Linked DNA regions of Zea mays: regions 2 and 3 are each linked to region 1. A link is a contact called in public Hi-C data. All regions are on one chromosome and are shown on one strand. The core of a region is the stretch at or near the end of the contact, and the rest is flanking DNA. Distances in the headings are between cores, read along the strand shown. Region 1 has its middle 64 kb from the start of LOC103627078. Region 2 holds the start of LOC103628577 (protein NDL1). Region 3 holds the start of COAC2 (Mitochondrial carrier protein CoAc2).

Region 1 (4,020 bases), core at 435-2,934:
TCCGGTGCACACCGGACAGTCCGGTGCACACCGGACAGTCCGGTGAATTATAGCCGTACGTCGCCGGTGAATTCCCGAGAGCAACCAGTTCGCCCGAGCCAGTCTGGCGCACCGGACACTGTCTGGTGCACCACCGGACAGTCCGGTGCTCCCAGACTGAGCAGATTCTTGGCTGCTCGAGCCAAGACATTCTCAATTGGATTTTTCCTGTTTCCAGCACTTAGACACAATACATTAGTCCATAAAACAATGTACTAAGTCTGAGAAACATACCTTTATCCTTGGTTTGTACTTTGTCCACCATTTTACATTTAAGAACTTGTGTTAGACACTAAATCACCAAAATACTTAGAAATGGCCCAAGGGCACATTTCCCTTTCACCGTCTCCCTCCGGCTGCCTCCCCCTTCGCGCTCCGTCTCGCGTCGACCCATCTGGGCTGGGGCACGCGGCGACAATTTACTCGTCGGTCCAGGGACCCCCCCGGTCTCGAAACGCCGACAGGTTTAAAACGCAAAAGTTATCACTGTTTTAAATTAGACTAAATTCCTGCATACGGATTAAAACGAAACAGTGAATAAATTACAAAACTGTCATCTTCTTCCTCCTCTCTTCTCCTTCCTCCCAACCATGGGAGGGGGAGGGGAGGGAGAGAGGAGGGGGTTGCGCAGGGGCCGAGCCGAGCGGGGCGCGCCCAGGGGAGGTCGGCTTGAGCCGCCAAGACCGTGGGCGCGCACTAGGGGAGACTGGCTCGGGCCGTCACCACCGCGGGCTAGACACCGGCGCCGCAGGCAGGGGCTGTGCGGTGGGGGAAAACAAGGGGAGGGGCACCGCCACCGGGGAAGGTGAGGGGAGGGATAGGGAGGCCCTGCACGGACGGGAAAACGAAGAAACCCTAGATATAACAATGTAGGTTTCTCTCTAGAGAAGAAGACCCTCGTCGGAGCCGAGCAGAAAATCGTCGATTGACGGAGATTCGGATGTCCGATTGTAAAGCCCAAAATTGGTAGAAAAAGAAATAAATAATAAAATAAATAGATATATTTATGATAGTATTTCTAGGATTTTTTTAAAAAGAAGCCTTTGGAGAATTTACTCGGACATTTCCTATTCATAATCAATTAATAATGTCAATTTAGTTAAATAGCCACTAAATAAATAATGGGGTGATGCATCTCTTGCTTGTAATTTGTGGTGATACATCCTATTAAAATGAGGTATCATAATTTAAATTTGACCTCAAAATTTTAAATGAAAACATAAAAGACAAAATGAGGAAAGAAATTGTGATTAAATCATTTATTACTAGAATTATATAATGGGAAGGAGAATAGATAATAATATGGAAATAGAAATGTTTATATTCATGATTGGATCATATTTGATATGGGGAAATCTGAATTTAAAATAGGAATTAGAATTTGAGTTGAATGGTAGAAATTTGAAATAGAAATTTGAAAATGTGAAAGAAATTAAAATAGAAAAGAAAAGGAAATGATCAAACTGGTGACTGGGCCGATTTCCTTCCCCGAGGCCCATCTACTCCTTATCCTCCTTTCCACCCACGCGGCCCACTTCCAAGTTTGCCCCGCTCTCGCAGTCGTCCGCGCGCCCGCGTTGTGGTGTCGCTGTCGGGTGGGGTCCAGATGTCGGTCGTCTAGCCGATTTTCTCTAGCGCACCCGTGTCGCCTACACGTGAGCCCCGTCAGCGACCACACCACACACGTGCTTCTGCCTTCGCTGGCTTGTGGACCGTCCCATCAGGCGCGTTTCCCCTCCTGCAGATCACACATGTTCGTCTTGGATGACCGCCATGTGGGGCCGGGTGTCAGGGCGTTTCTTCCCCACGGATCTCACCAACGGATGCAATATCGAGCCCATCCATGGTCGTCGTGATTTCCGGGCGGGTAGTTTCCACCCGAACCTGGGTATAAAAATCCACTCGCTGTGACCTCCTCTTCGCATCTCATCCAAGCACCACCACTGTAGATCATCAGGGCGTTTTGTCACGCTCGCCGGAATCACGTGGGCCACCGCGGACCTGTGGGCGAGGATTGGATTTGCTGTTGTCAATCCACGCTCGTGCCGCCGTCGGATTCTCGGGGCCGGGACTGGGAGCTTCGTCGTATTCCCCTGATGGTGCTAGTGGCCACCTCATGCGTGGCGTGACTGGGGGGCGCGACGAATTGCTCGCCGATGAGAAGGCCGCCAGGAAGCCACTGGGTCGCGTAGACCGGACAGTCCCGTTGCTCGATCTAAGGTGAAAACTTATCCAAGCTGTTGGTCATGCCCGTCTCCCCCTATCGCTCTATTCGGATCGAATTTTGGAGCACCATGGTCGTGGCGTGCTACTCCGGCGGGGGCGCCGTCGCCCTGAGCAACTGCTGCATCGGGGTCACGGCTAGGGAAAGAAGACGATGCGCGGGCCGTCTGATTGTTGTTGGGCGGTGGTGATTAGATCACATAGTAATAGAACCCGAGCCTTCAGATTGAAATCATGCAGTAGTTATTAAATCAGGCGCATACCGATTCAGGATCGGATCCAAGCCATCGATCGTCTAATCAGCGGCTCCGGTGAACTCAACCACTCAGTTCTGCGCTCATCTTACAAACAAGCCCCTGGGTTTCACCGAAATGAACCCGCCGTCCTGGTGAGAGTAGGGGAAATTCAGTTTTGGTCCTAAAAGTTACATGCTACACCCTGTAGTTTTTCAAAATATTAGCAGTAGTCCGCTGATTGCTGTTATTTGATAAAATTAATCCAAAAATGACTTCTAGTGTATAAATAATTCCAGAACCTTGTAAAATTCATAATTAATTCATTTTAACTTCTTTTTGGTCGATTCTAGTTGCATTAAATATATAATAATATTGTTTATCATCTGGTAACCATAGTTTGTTATGAAGCTTAGATTAAAAAGTATGTACTTAGTTTCTTTTTAATCCAATACTTAAAACTTCGGAAATCCATAACTTCTTCGTTTTAATTCCGATTTGGTTCGTTCAAGTCGCGTTAGCTTCGTATAAATATTTACTATGCTGTAACAACATTGATTATACCATATCGCATAATTCTGTAGTTAGATATTTATTTAACCTATGTCTACTAGATTAACTCTTCTAATCAAAGCTAACATGTTCATAATTATAATTGATTAAAATATAATCTCTAGTCAAGTTATAATTAAGATTAAAGTTGAATTAATTATTTCTTTAGATTATCTTTATAAAATCAAAACAAGACCTAGTGTAATTACTTAATCACATATGTCTTCCGAATACTATACCTCTTAAATCGTACCTCCGAATTTAGTGGTTCTCGAACCTAGGTTCTCGTTACGACACGTAGAATATTATAATAATTCACTCTGTGCTTATGTTTGGTGTGATGTTAATTTTGCCTATACACTGTTTGTTTGTATTGCTACGACTAGCGCGAGGTTACGAGTCACCTGAAGAGCAAGTTGATACCTGGAATCTCAAGCCCCAGGCAAGTTGTGCCCTTGATCACTTCTTTTTACCCAATAATGTTCTTATTAATCATAATGATCTGTATAGGTTAATTTTGATGGGGCCCAATAGTTTACCCTAGTTTGGCTATCTTTATACCTTATTTACCACTGAATTTTTGGGTAGTACCTGCTATTGCTTTATGGTTTTGGGTATAGAGATACACATTATTCATGATCATACTTTTATTAACAGTTTGTTATTTATTGTTTATGATAAGATCATTATGTTAATTGGAACATGGAGCGACCACCCGGGAAAATAGTGCTACCACAAGGGTGGTATGGGACGCCCTTGGCTAACTAATTAGGAAAGCTAGTGGAGGACTACCCGAAAGCGGCAAGGGCAGTAGGGAGTGGTCAGTGTAGGGAGGCCCTTGGGTTGATTTTGCTGCGATGGCGGTCAGGCGAGGGGTCCCTGCATTCGAGCTTCCTATAAACCATAGCGGGTTTTCTGAAGATAGTGGAACTTTGTAAATGTCTCGTAGTGTTACCCTGTCTCGCTTCCTTGG
Region 2 (4,020 bases), core at 702-3,201, 210 kb after region 1:
TCCAATAGTTGTTTCAGGGGAGCAAACTTATTAGCAGTCCTCCACTGACGCTTGAAGGCAAGCATGTCTCCCAAATGACGCAAAGGTGATGACTTCATGATGGAAGGATCTCTGTTTTCCGTATACAATACTAAAAGGCTGACAAGATGCTACCAAAAGAGAAGGAGAATATAATAGTTTCATCATGATGAAGTGGTGCAAAAGTTATGGTTCCACAGCCGTGGCCTTGCAGGACAGCAAAGAGAAGTGATTACAAAACATGATTCGAACTACAGATGATTCCTCATTCCTCCACCATAACAAGCAACATAATAACAGCATATATTTGGCAAGAAAAGAATCCGCCAACACCAACAGAAATTATAGTTGCTTTGTGTCACAGGAAGAGCCTATTGCCACATAAATACTGTACAGTACAGAGGAATGATTTGACTCTGCCAGGTCACAAGCATAGCATTGAAAGTTAAAGAAATTCACATCGAAAGGAACTTGTGAGCTACACTAATATTTTTCACCCCTTTACTTAGGCACTAGTCCACGGTCAAAGCAAAACATCTGTCCAAATTGCATGCAGTCTTCCTCCCGGAAAGACGAACAATTTCATTAAAATTAACCAACACCAAAACAGAAATCACACCCTCCTTGAGTAAGGAATTCGTTCAGAAAGAAAGGAACAATTCCACGGAGAACCACCAAACGAGCCCAACCAAGCAAATAAAGAACTAGACAGTTTAGGAACCCCTGCTAAAACAAGCGATACAAGAAAGAAAAAAAACTGGTGGTTAGGACACCGAGGCAGCACCCAAGAGCGTCGGGGCCAGAATCTTTAGCGCTAAAGTCGTTTGATGAAGGGGGCGTAGACGCACACAGTACGAGCGATCGAGGAACTCAACTAACTAGGCTGCCAGGTTGTGCATGGACAGAAAGGGCCAGGCAAGAACCGTGAGGTCCGAAGGGCGGAGGGAGGAGGGATATCGACATGGAAGGAGGGCGTTACGTAGGCAGACGAAGGCCGCCGGAGACGCGGCGGCGAGGAGCCCGCCATCTCGTGTCGTGCTGCTTCAGCGGCCGACGAAAATGCAGCTTCACGAATGGCGGGGGCGCAAGAGCAAGAGCAAGTGCAAGTGGTGGAAAACATGGAAAACCATACGCGGCCGGCCTGGGCGGGCTGCTGTTTGTTTTATCCGGGCCTCGTAATCCATCCATGAGCCAAAGAACACAACAAACCGAAACTACTTAACTTGCGGAGCTGACCAAGAAATGCAGCCCAGGAAATCCGGTTACGAGTCGAGCAGGGGCCACCGGATTCAAGCCGGGCCTCGTAATCCGAGTGGATAACGGTCGGGAACCGAATCGGTAATTCGGTATCCACATGAGCAAGAAGAACGCAACAGACCGGAACAACCTGCGGAACCTGAGCAAGAAACGCAAAAGCAATGCAACCCGGGAAATCCGATTACGACCAGAGGTCACCGAATTCAAGGGCCCACCACACCAATCCCTCCTTCTCCGCCCAAACCACCACCGGATACCATACCGCCCCCGAGAGGCCGAGACCCAGCGCTAAAAAGACAGAACAGTTAAGGCAGAGAGAGATGGCACAAGAGCGCCGGAATAGCCGAGAAACAAAGGATCGGAGAGGAGGGCCGTTGTAGTTGTGTACGGACCTTGCCGCCGAAGGAGATGCGCTCGACGTCGACCGACACAACGGAGCCGCCAGAGTCCCCCATCCCGGGCGCCGACGCCGCAGAGGAGAGATGGCTGGCCCGGCCTGCTCTGCTCGGGCCCGGCCGCTCCTCTTCTCCTCGCTATAAATTGCCTCGTGCGCCCCCCTCTCCCCGGCTTCGTCGCCTGTGTTGCCGTCGCTTATAAATGACGGAAGGGGGAGGAGGAGGAGCAGGCGGGCGCACCGTTCTCTCTCTCTCCTCGGCGCCCCACCCCTCTCTCTCCCCTCCCTTTTGTTGCCCTTCCTTTCGCTTGTCCTATATTCGCTCCGCCATTCCTGCACTTCTCTATTATTGCAGCGCAGCCCCCCGTTGTTGATTTGATTAGTTGACATGTTAACCGAAGGGTAAAACAGTCCACCGCACGACTAAGATAGTCCATAGGATTGGGATGATGCCACAGGACTGCTTCCATTACCGCAGGTGAGAAAACTAGCAACTTATTATTAATATATATAAAGAATGATGAATGCTTAATCCATAACAAAAAAATGGACGAATGATAGTTACAATACCATGTGGCTTTAGGGAAGTCTTTATGGTTTTCATAGCTGCCAGCTTAGAGGATGAGGAGGAGGGGTGAATTAAAACGGTATATAATGAAGGACATGGTAATACTTTTTCAATAAAAAAGTGTATTAAAACGACATTTGCGCATACATAGTACCTAAGGCTATGGCAGAAGATCATATATATGGTTATGCAAATTATGTAAAGCACTGCTATTTTTTTTATTATAGGTTGTACGGCTTGCCGAGTGAAGTATGAAAATAGAAAAATGTGGATGGATAAGTTGCCGAAGAGAACCTAAGTAAAATAAATGTGCTTTTCCTCTACGTACACACAAACAAACCTATGTATACAGCTATTAGACACACTGGACCACCTTGGAACCACCGTTTGTGAATCAAAGGGAGTTCTGTTATTGACTTGGCGCAATCCCGAGGTCCAAGATTACCAGGGAATCTAGATTGGGGAAAACAAGCTACGAGGCCTAGGCGTCGTGTTGCAATTCAAAAACAAGCCAGGGGGTCGCATGTAAGTTCACATTTCCCTTTAGGGCTTGTTCGGTTCTACCCCAATCCATATGGATTGAGGGGGATTGAGGGAGTTTCAATCCCTAGTAAGTCAAAATCCCCTCCAATCCATATCAATCATCTCCAATCCATATGAATTGAAAATAACCGAACAAGTCCTTAGCCGGCCTCGAACCGGAAGCACCGACGGTTGGCTCGTCTCCGACCTCTACCACGGGTGACCGCACCAGACCGTGGGAATCTGGACCGTTGGGGGCTCCGTTACAACGATCCAGATACCGACGCGTGTGCTTCTCCCGGCTCAGAAGCAACTTTTTTTAACCACGGGGTGAGTCGTCGGCCCGGCATGTCAGAGAAGGACAGCGTGCGGGCATTTCCCGTGGCAGGCCCACCAGCCAGACGACCGTTGGTCGAGGTGTCGCTTCTGAACACGTGTCCTTGTCCTATTCGCTAGCTACACGCGTGCGGCCCCACGCCATGGTGTCGGTAGGGAGCAGCCGCTGAGACATGTGGGTTTCCCGAGGGGCAAAACTGCGGGGTTTTGCTTGTTGCGCAGGAACAGTTTGATTAACAAACAAAGATTATACCCCTGCCTCCTAAAATAGTACATTCGTTTTAGACTGTTAATTAGATTAATACAATATTTGGGGCTAGTTTGGAAACACCGTTTTTCCAAGGGATTCCAATCTTCCTAAAAGAAATTAGTTTATTTTTCTTTGCGAAAACTAGAATCTTTTGGGAAAACGATGTTCCCAAACTAACCTTTGATGTATGTGTTTTATATATGTGTCTAGATTAATTGTCATCAGTTTGAATATGGACAAAAAAACAAAGGCCTAAAACAAATAATATATTAAGACAGGAGGGAGTATATTAAAGGAAAAAGTCTAAATTACTCCTCCGACTATAGACAAGGTTTACATACCTCCCTAGATTATTTTTTAATTTATTTCACCTCTTAATTCTTTTGAGTTTGTTCAGTTCACCCTTAACAAAATTTAACATTTTTATTTATTTATGTACAAAACGAGTTTTCAGCTAAAATTTTGTTGGTTAGTATCCAATAGCATATTTTTGCCTAGAACATATATTACGACTTTTTAAAATTATCTTGATGGGTTAGAGATCAGATAAGATAATAATTTAATAGTATAAAATTAATTATAAAATAATGACAAAAAAATTCTTAACATATTTTCTAATATAATTATGATGTCCTCGGACACCTAAAAATATGAACTTCAAATTCAATTTGTACA
Region 3 (4,020 bases), core at 1,090-3,589, 200 kb before region 1:
GATATGGAGCACAATTTCCATACTCCGCTCACGAATACCTGGCTTTCCACGAGCTGATGAGCAATCTTCAGAATTCTGCAACTGTTAAAGATAAATGGACCTATTCGTGGGGCAATACTACTTTCAGCTCATCCAAGTTCTATAGTCTCACTTTTCAGTCAATCCAGCCTCATGTTGCCTTTAATTGGATTTAGCAGTCCAAGGTTGGGAAGAAACTCAAGATTTTTGTATGGTTGGTCTTCAGGGACAGAATCAACTCCAAGAGCATCCTCAGAAGAAAGGGTTTCTTGCCGCTGGACAGCAACCTTGAATGCACTCTGTGCGACATGCACTGCGAAGAGACGTCTTATCACCTGGTGTTTTGCTACCCCTTCAGTACAGACTACTGGAGTTACTCCACTGGAATTATGATCTTGACTTCTTTCCGATGATTCATGTGGCTAAGGGTGCCTTTGGCCATAGTTTATTTATGGAAATTTCGGCGCTTGTGCTTTGGTGCATTTGGAAGCAGAGGAATAACTTCATCTTTAGGAATGAGGCTCTTTTTTCTTCTTGGCGATGTTGTTTCAACGACATGTCGAAGTCGCAAATGCTGAGATTTAACCCCTCTTTTAGAGCTAGGCTATTGCTTTGGCTAAATTCTCGATAGCTTCTTTTCTTGTCTTCTTTGCTCCCCCTTGTAATCGTATTTCATTCCAAAAAGTTTCAATAAAATCGCGCTGTAGGGGTTTCCTTTCCTCTATAGCCTTTTCCCCTCAAAAAAATTTACCAATGGAGAATGTTTCCAGTGCATTCGATCTCAAGAACAAAGAAACCAACCACTTTCGAAAACCTTTCATGTCATATAGATCTTTCAAGTCACAATACTACCCAAGAACAAAGAATAAGTCACGGGTTACAATAACTATACCCCTCAACCTAATACCTTCAGGCTCCAGCAAACTACGACCAGATGAGTAAAGTACAATTCCGGTCCTTTAACTTGTCGAGTTGTGTTATCTCGGTCTATAAACTTTTAAAGTATATCTCTTAAAGCATTATCCATGTTCGGGTCTCTCTTAGATCTAAAACAGATCAAAACAGACCCAATAAAAGGGCCTTTCCCATCTTCTTGCTTAAACTTTCCTGAAAAATCAATAACCCTCTCAAGACCTCATCAACAACTATTGAAAAGAGTTTTTTTTTAAAAAAAAATCTTCTTTTTTGAACACGATCTAGAGAAGACATCAAATAGAAAATAACTTGTGAAATTAATCTTAGTAGTATGAAATGACAAAACAAAATCGACAAAACATAGCCGCTCCACCACCTCGCAATGAAACCTCACTTGCGCTCTCTAAGCTGCTCACCAAACTAAATTTGTTACCATCATTCCTCTCGTATTTCACTGTCTTTTCAGTTTTGAACGAGCGTGACGTAACATACATTCCTTCCCCTCGGCATTTTAATTGGCATAGCCAGAAAACTCTTGCCGGTCTTTTATGGCTAAGCCTTCCGAGTTCTCTAGTTTTGCAGAGTACTCATGTTTGCTTCTTCTCTTGTGGACAAAGAATCGGCCGACTCTGAAGCATAGCTGCAAGTCTCAACAACAGCAAAATCGACAAAATCAAGCGACTCTGAAGCTTAGCTGCAAGTCTCAACCGCCATGTTCTGCGCACCGCAAGTTTCCTCCTCCCCGCGTTGGTTTATGCAAGAAAACGGGGAGACTCGACAGACAAGTTTAAGGACTGGAATTGTACTTTATTCACGGCCAGATTGTCGCATGACTGATGAAGTTCACCTACCGACAACATGTATCGTTATTCATTAAAGTGATGCTAGCCATTCAAGGTTCCATGATCACGCAATTTGCATCTGTGGTTAGAAATACTGTAGAGCCCAAGACAGTGGGCGAACAAAGAATCCGCCGTACAAGATCGGGCGAGAACAACCGCCGCACGAAAACGCATCTCAGCTCCCGGTCCCCAGAGAGGCAAATTATGCCACGGCAACATTCAACCTCTCCTCAATTCGTCAAGATTCTGTATACATCGCTACACGTTCTTAAAGGGAAACTTGTTGCCAGGCGGGCGCGCAAGGATCGTGTGTGCAACGCACCTGGAACAGGATCTTGACGCGCTCGAGCGGCGCGACAGCGGTCTTGGCGACTCCCCCGGCGACCCCTCCGGCGAGGAGCTCCCGCACGGCGAGCGGCAACCCGGGGCCGCTGGTCTCTGCAGCCTCCCTGGCCCGCGCGTCCATGCCGCGCGCCCCCCGCCGGCTTCCTCCCCTCCCTTTCCCTCCTCTCGCGCGCGCGGCGGGAGGAGAGCGAGAGGCGTAGGCGACACGAATTGAGGTGGAAGAGAAGGGAGACCGCGCGTAGGAATTGAAGGCGGAAGGGAATCAGGCCAATCAGGCAGCGCGGGGCCCACGTGTAAGTGAAAGCGGTACGGGGCCACGTGTACACGGCGGTGGGCGGCGGAAGGCGAAAGGAAGGTGCTGTTTGGTTCAGCTTTTTTCTGAACAGCTTTTCTGATAATCTGGCTGTGAGGAGAATCTGGCTATTGGGAAAATCTGAGTATTATTAGGATTACGTGCGGAGGAAGATAAAAATGTTCATAGGGCTCTGGATCTAGAAAGTGACGGATTCCTACTATTGCAACAACTCAACCGATTATATGTTTATGTTGATTTTGAATAGTTTTTACCTAAACAAATTTTATAAAAGCTGGCTGAAAAGCTGATGCGTTTGGTAGTCCGCAGCAGCTTTTGGTGGCCAGAAGCTGGAAAAAGCTGAAACAAACAGGGGCGAAGCCGCCGGTCAGACGTGGTGGAATCAGCAGTTGGCTGGTGGTGGAGGGCGCGCGTAGCCACCGAGCCGAGAATGTTTTATTATGAAATGGACACGCGTGGTTCATGCTGATTGCTGCCTCGACAAGAGCATCTACAACAGCTGAATATCATCCAACCTATTAAGCACACGTACAACCTATTTAATATAACTTCTTTTAGGTGTCTCTAGAGAACTAAATAAAAAAATACAAGAGACATGCTCTTCTCCTCACAACTTTTAATACACATTGTCTCTTAGTTGTATTGATGATCCATGATCTCAAAATTATAACATGCAATATCTTTATCGTCTATTATACTTAAAAAACTGAACCGGTGTTCTAGGGTTGTAGATGCTCTTAGACTCTATTTAGGACGGCTCCGACTACAAAAAAATTGGTGAAATTATGGATAAGGTCATTAGGTGCTCTAAAAAATCGTGGAGCTGTAGATGTAAGTCTATCGGTACCTTGAATCAGGGGTACCCCTTACTACAGCATGAAGGCGTGGTGCCCACACGACTATCTCTAGTCACGTGACGAACAGCACCCGACTCCACCACGTGGATGGCCCCAGGGTCGCCATGTGGCCTGAGAAAACGATACACTCCAAGATACCAACAGTGGGTTCGGACCCCATGGGAAAATACCGGACCCCTGTACATGTAGATCGGGCCTCTGGGGCAAGGTTCAGGACCCCGCGAATGCGACCCGGACCTCCGGGACGGGTCCCGGACCCCTCTACGTGGGGTCCGGACTACCCACAGCCGAGTCCCGGGACTCAGGGGCAGAGAATACCCAGGCCTTGCTCAGGCAGGGGTCCGGTGCCGACGCGTGTCCAGGCCTAGCCTGGTGCGGACCTGTCCGCGTAGCGCTACTGCTCCCTGCCAAGGCGGTGACATGATGCTGCCATGTGGCCTACCGCACGTGACGTAAGCTAGCGGGCGGAGCCTGACGTAAGGCCTCTGGGCCGCGCTGTCTCTACATTTATTGCGGAGAAGACGCGCCGCCTGACTATCCCGCTGACAGGCGATGTGCCCTTCGGCATTTAATGTGTCTTGTCCACTCAGCTGGCAGGCGGCGTCCAGGCCAACTTGCAGGCGGCGTGCCTGTCCATCCCATTGCCAAACAGTACGCCCGTGCTGCGAAGTACACTATGCCCATCCATCGTCACTCGTACGTTGTCAGGGAAGCTTCCCCTACACGTCAA

What was found. Hi-C and Micro-C count contacts between places; a contact is called where the count stands out from the background.
Region 2: a Hi-C map of tassel shows a contact between it and region 1, with 2.6 times the contacts expected there. The contact joins the promoter of LOC103628577 here to the enhancer-like site in region 1. A contact is called at or near these places in 3 of 25 Hi-C or Micro-C datasets (ear, leaf and tassel).
Region 3: a Hi-C map of endosperm shows a contact between it and region 1, with 2.8 times the contacts expected there. The contact joins the promoter of COAC2 here to the enhancer-like site in region 1. A contact is called at or near these places in 2 of 25 Hi-C or Micro-C datasets (endosperm and leaf mesophyll).

What each region holds. Positions count from the first base shown.
Region 1 is chr5:155,804,652-155,808,671 of Zm-B73-REFERENCE-NAM-5.0, forward strand. No RefSeq gene overlaps it. Among protein-coding and RNA genes, the nearest start is that of LOC103627078, 64 kb to the left of the region's middle. Within about 2 kb of position 1,685, at least 19 of the 20 cell types and tissues checked have an H3K27ac peak or open chromatin away from gene starts, as enhancers often do. A contact at or near this core is called in ear, endosperm, leaf and 2 more, where this site is marked.
Region 2 is chr5:156,010,412-156,014,431 of Zm-B73-REFERENCE-NAM-5.0, forward strand. It overlaps LOC103628577 (protein NDL1), which reads right to left and starts at 1,952. Exons shown (of 11, transcript XM_020538509.3): 1 at 1,668-1,952. The coding sequence starts at 1,730.
Region 3 is chr5:155,606,996-155,611,015 of Zm-B73-REFERENCE-NAM-5.0, forward strand. COAC2 (Mitochondrial carrier protein CoAc2) reads right to left here and starts at 2,340. Exons shown (of 7, transcript NM_001136788.1): 1 at 2,098-2,340. The coding sequence starts at 2,241.